2 separate regions of the Neogale vison genome follow, and region 1 is linked to region 2. The links are chromatin contacts, called in public Hi-C maps. All regions are on one chromosome and are shown on one strand. The core of a region is the stretch at or near the end of the contact, and the rest is flanking DNA. Distances in the headings are between cores, read along the strand shown.

The links. A called contact is a pair of places that touch in the nucleus more often than the background predicts.
Region 1: a contact with region 2 is called in a Hi-C map of fibroblasts, with 8 times the contacts expected there. The contact joins the promoter of EFNB1 here to the enhancer-like site in region 2. A contact is called at or near these places in 2 of 3 Hi-C or Micro-C datasets (fibroblasts and muscle).

The regions. Positions count from the first base shown.
Region 1 is chrX:73,129,051-73,131,750 of ASM_NN_V1, reverse strand. EFNB1 (ephrin-B1) reads left to right here and starts at 1,417. Exons shown (of 5, transcript XM_044234990.1): 1 at 1,417-2,318. The coding sequence starts at 2,191.
Region 2 is chrX:72,711,219-72,713,918 of ASM_NN_V1, reverse strand. No RefSeq gene overlaps it. Among named protein-coding and RNA genes, the nearest start is that of PJA1, 97 kb to the left of the region's middle. Within about 2 kb of position 1,293, the one cell type or tissue checked has open chromatin away from gene starts, as enhancers often do. A contact at or near this core is called in fibroblasts, where this site is marked.

The sequences.
Region 1 (2,700 bases), core at 168-2,667, 420 kb before region 2:
CCTAAAAGGAGGAGGGGCCTAGCTTCTCCCTTCTTATTCCATCCCCTCCAAATCCAGGTCCACTCTAAAGCCAAAGAAATCATCATAGGATCCAGTGAGAAACACCTACTTGAATGCGATAAGGACATGAACCTGTTTAGTAAACGGTAGAACCCTTTGGGAATGTTGCTCACCTGTCTCCATCAAGTAGCCCCAAGGAGACTATACCCCAAAGCCGACCCCAAACCCAGATCTTCCTCCTAGTGCTTTCCCTTCCACCCCATACTGGACCGCGGTTCTTGCCAAGGCTACCACGCCCGTCCTAAGTCTCAAGTCCAAGTCAAGCGCTAGGTTTCTGTGTGTCAAGCTCCTGGATGAGAGCTTCCCATTTCTCCCGGGCTCCCGCAGTGCTATGGAAGACCAGTAGGGGGAGACATTAGCACGTGGGTATGCCTGTTGGGGTCGGACCAGGAGAGCGGGCCGGACCGGGAGGGTCTGAGCTGTGGGATGGAGCCAAAGTTATAGGCAAGGAAGCGAGGAGGGGCGGGGAGAATGGGCCAGGGCTGGGAGACAAAGACCCAGATGGTGAGGCCGGGAGGGCCTAGAGTCTGGCGTCTTGGGGCCAGGACGCTCGCTTTTGCTTTTTCAAAAGGCGTCTGCCTGCACCCTTTCCTCTTTGCCCAGGAGGTGTCTTTCTTTATCGAAGAAAGATAAAAGTCTTTATCCCCGCTGGCCTGTTCCGGGGTCTTGCCTGCCCCTTCAGACAGGACAAGACTCTAAGTTTGGGCTCCCAGGTCCCACAAAGCTCTCCCCTGAGGCTGAGATTCCAAAGACCTGGTCCCCAGGGGCAAAGATCGCACCTCCCACCCACCTCCATCTGGTACTTGATCTCTTTTGAGTCTCCATCACCTATCGGATCTGTGTGTTTAGGACTCCAGGTCCAAGTGCAAGCAGACACTTCATTGTGAGTTAACAAGGAGGAAGGCCCACCAGAGCCCTACGTGAGATGGGACATGGGACGGGGAGCAACCAGGCTACTTTTGCCACAGAGGTGGGCGCAGAGCAGGACTTCAGGGTTCCTGTATAAAGAGAATGGAAGTACGTTCCCGGGATACTTGCGACAGGGCCTATCTGGTTCAGTGGGCCGGAGTGTCGACTAGGCGCGGGAGAGGAGAGCAGGCCGACAGCCCTAGAGGAACGCCAACTTCCACCCGCCGAGCGCTCTGGGAACGGGACTAAACCGGACCAAGCCCTAGCCACAAGACCCGCACTCTCAGATTGGTGCCATCGTGAGCACGGCGTCCTTAAGAGCTCCCAGGAGCCCCGCCCCCTTCCTGTTCTAGGGGCGTGACAGGAGACAAGGACCCCGAGACGGAGCTTCCTATTGGCTAAGAGGAGTAGGGTCGGCCTTGCGTTCGCCTGAGCAGGGGAGTAGACAGCTCCGCGGCAGCCGGGGGAGTCTATGCGCGCTGGACAGCAGTGGGAGGCGTGTGAGAATTGCACTGGCCGAAGACCTTCGGGTGCAATCGCCGGGGAGCTAGCACTCGGCGACGGGGCTGCGGAGTGACCCGGCCGAGGCTTCAGAAGCTCAAATCGATGGGACTATCTCGCTCCGCTGCGTCTTCCCGCTCTTCTGAGTACACTGAACGGGGCCCCCGCTGAAGTAGAAGCTGTCGGTGGGGCGCGCAGCCCAGAGTCCCAGTGTGGCCTGGAGGAACGGAGACCGTGCCAGGGCGACCCAGCCGGGAGCCCCCGGACTGAGCTTGCATTGTGGGGAGACTCCCACTTCTTCCAAGGGCCGTCGATCCCGGGACAGTCGAGGCGTCGGTGCGGCCACCGAGTCCTCAGTGGGGAGACCCAGTCAGGAAAAGGGCGCGCAGACCCGAACAGTCTCGGGGAGCCCAGCGGAATCGGGCCGGATCACCGGGGGCGCAGAGCCCCCGTCGCGCCTCGTGCGGCAGAGAGACCAGAGGAGCAAGACCTCGGAGGCCGCGGCCCATGCCCGGGCTGGGGACGGCTGCCCAGTGAGTCCTCCTGGCCCGCCGGGCGGAGAAGAGCGACGCCGAAGCCGGCGGGAGGGGAGCTCTTCAAGGCCGGTGACTGCGGAGGATGGGCGCCTGAGCGGTTCAGAGCGCAGCGCAGCACGGGAAGGCGAGGCCAGTTTGCTGAGGAGGCGCCAGGGGATCCCAAGTGCAGCCTGCTCCTGGGAAGATGGCCCGGCCTGGGCAGCGTTGGCTCGGCAAGTGGCTTGTGGCGATGGTCGTGTTGGCACTGTGCCGGCTCGCCACGCCGCTGGCCAAGAACCTGGAGCCCGTGTCCTGGAGCTCCCTCAACCCCAAGTGAGTAACTTATTGGCTCAGATCCCTGGGGGTGGGAGGCACTCCTGCAGGGTGAGGCCATGCGCCCCCGAGTGCGTGTGGGGAGGTGTTTTGAGGAGGAGCGGCGCCCCATTTTGTCTCTGGCGTTTTCGAGTGTGTTTTCCTGCGGGCGGGTGGGGCAGGGTGCGGCGGGGTGGGGTGGGGGGCACTCGGCTGGGTTGTGACCCTTTGGCTTCCGCGCTCTCTCCTTCGCACGTCCTGGATCAAGTCGGGATTGCCGCGCCTGGCGGAGCTGGGAGTCTGGGCGCTCGAGGGCGCACCCGAGAGCTGGGTGGGGGAGAGAACGCATTCCCCTGTGGGGCTCCTGGGAACGTGGCGGTTTTCTCCGAGAGCCGCTTTAGGG
Region 2 (2,700 bases), core at 44-2,543:
AATAGTGGAGAGTCCCGCTGTGGTCTGACCGTTGCTCCCCTCAGCTCTGAAAGTGTTACAGTTTGGTGACACAAAGTCCTCACGCTCTGGCTCCCATCTACCTTCTGGGACTTATTTCCCACTCCTTGTCTTTTTTTTTTTTTTTTTTAAGATTTTATTTATTTATTTGACAGAGAGAGATCACAAGCAGGCAGAGAGGCAGGCAGAGAGAGAGAGGAGGAAGCAGGCTCCCTGCTGAGCAGAGAGCCCGATGCGGGCCTCGATCCCAGGACCCTGAGATCATGACCTGAGCCGAAGGCAGTGGCTTAACCCACTGAGCCACCCAGGCGCCCCTCCCACTCCTTGTCTTTAGAGACTGCATGGTTCAACCAAACTCAATACTCCTCCTCCTTGCCTGCCTTCACTTGTACCGCTCCCACTGCCTGAAACACCCACTCTCCCTACTTTCAGCTATGCAAATCCTACCCACCAAGTAGGGCCCAGCTTAACCGTACTTCCCATTACTTCCTACAGGGAGCTGTCCTTGTCCTCCTCTCCATGACAGTCCCTCTTCTCTGCCCCCTGAGCTGAAAGAAACGTCCCTCCTCAGAACCTCAACGGCACTTCATCTGACCCTCTCTTAAGGCAATATCGCTACTTTCTCCGTGGAAGTGTAATCATCTGGATCTACTCCTTTGATCCCCTCTAGACTGGGAACCCTCTGAGGGAGAAGCTACATCAGATTCATTTTTGTATTTCCCAGGCCCTCAGTTTCTTAGGAATGTGTTGAGCGTCTCCTTCACATCCTACGTGGTAAGAAGAGCACGGCTTTGGAGTTAAGAGACTCCCGGGCCTTAAGCCCCATTCTGGTTCTTCACAGCTGGGGCCCTTGGGCCAGGTACCCTCCCAATCTGAGACCTGCTTTTTCTCAGCTTTGATAGGATGAAAACTGTACTCACTACCACTCAGGTTTATAGTAAATATTAAATGTGGGACTAAAAGGCCGAGCCTCCCCTCCCTCTTGGCACCTGGTTGGTATCCAATAAATGTTTGCTTGTCATTCCTCCCTTGGACTGAATCTAATGAATGGATGAATGAACGAGGAGATGAATCAATGCTGCACCTTCCAGATGGCTTTAGTCTAAGGTGTGGGGCCTTCCTTGGCCTGGCTGCCCTCTCCTCCAGGCAGACCTGCCCACCAGTAACCACCCTCCCCGACACCCCTCTGTTCTGGTCCCGGCCACCCCAGGCCCACAGTTTACGTGCTGAAATTCCCAGAAGCTGAGACTTCCAAACAAACCCCCCAAGTTTGGATTTTTCAGCCATGCTATTAAAACAGTCATTTTCAGCTGCCTAATGTTTCCAACTTCTGCTCTAATCCAGCGGGTAAATATTTACGGAGCCTGACACCACTCCTAGGCCACTCGCTCTGCTGCCAAACATTCATTTCCCTTGCAGCTCCACTGGTTTGATATTTTTAGGAGCAGGGGAGGATAGCGGTGTGTGTGTGTGCGTGTGTGCGTGTGTGCGTGTGTGCGTGTGTGCGTGTGTGAGTGTGTGTGTGTACACGCTGCAAGCACGCCTGCTGGGTGTGCGTGTGAGGGGTAGTGGCTGGTGAGAGAGGCTCAGCCTTCCTTATGGTGAGTTCCCCGGTGAGGGGAGACAGGACAAAGTAGGTCTTGCTACTTCCTTCTACTCAGATGCCCCCGCAATGGGTCGGGGAGGCATGGGCTTACTGCACTGTGCCCCGACCCTCAAGCATCCCCCTCCTCAGCACCTGTCCCGTCCCGCCACCCCCGACCCAACACACATAGAACAATCTGGGGCAAATCGGTATCAGGCTGATTTGCTGTATACAGCCAGCAGAGAAGTGTTGAGAGACATGGACAGACTTGGGGGCCTACCTCACTCCTGCCATTTGCTAGGTGGGTGGCCTTGAGCATGTCCCTTCAGCACTCCGAGTCAGTCTCCTTCTGCGTGAAATGCAGGTAAGTACCTTACCGCCCCACCCCATCCCCCTTGGTAAGAGGACTCGTGGAGAGTGCTGAGCACAACCCCTGGCTAAGGGGAGGGGTCCTGTAAATGGTTCTTTAGGGAGAAGATGCCAAGGTTACCCCCATACCCGCTGACGTCCCGGCCTCACTGAGAATGACCAGCAGTCATTCTCTTGGCACCTCCACACCCTGGCTCAGTCTCTTCCTTCCGTCTGGAATGTCCTCAGCATAACTCAGAGCACACGGCTACCTGCTTGAAGCAGTTTTCCCTCATGGCCCTCGCAAAAACCACCACCACACGCTATCCCTCCCTCTCCACCCCCACTCATAGACTAAGCACTTGCAGTCGATGAAGGCTGCTGAGTCATATTCGTCTCTACAGCCTCCGAATCTAGCAGAGAGCTACACAAAGTTCTCAATGGATTTTCACTGCATGTGTGAATATTTGTGTAATATTTGTGGGGCTGGAGGAGAAGAAGCAAAGGATGGTTTTTTAGCTTGCACTGCCCAAGACTTTTCTTTACTCCCCTCACAGGGGAGAACAATAGGAAGAGAGAAGGAAAGCAACATTTTCTGACTATTCCATTCCCGCGGGAACCTTGTCCGTGTTATGGCTCCTGCACCCCAGAATTTAGAATGGTGTCCTGACCCTCGATGAGCCCCCAGTGTATGCCAAGCAGCAAATGCTTCACAGGGATTAACACCCTTAATTCCTCCACCAGCTCTA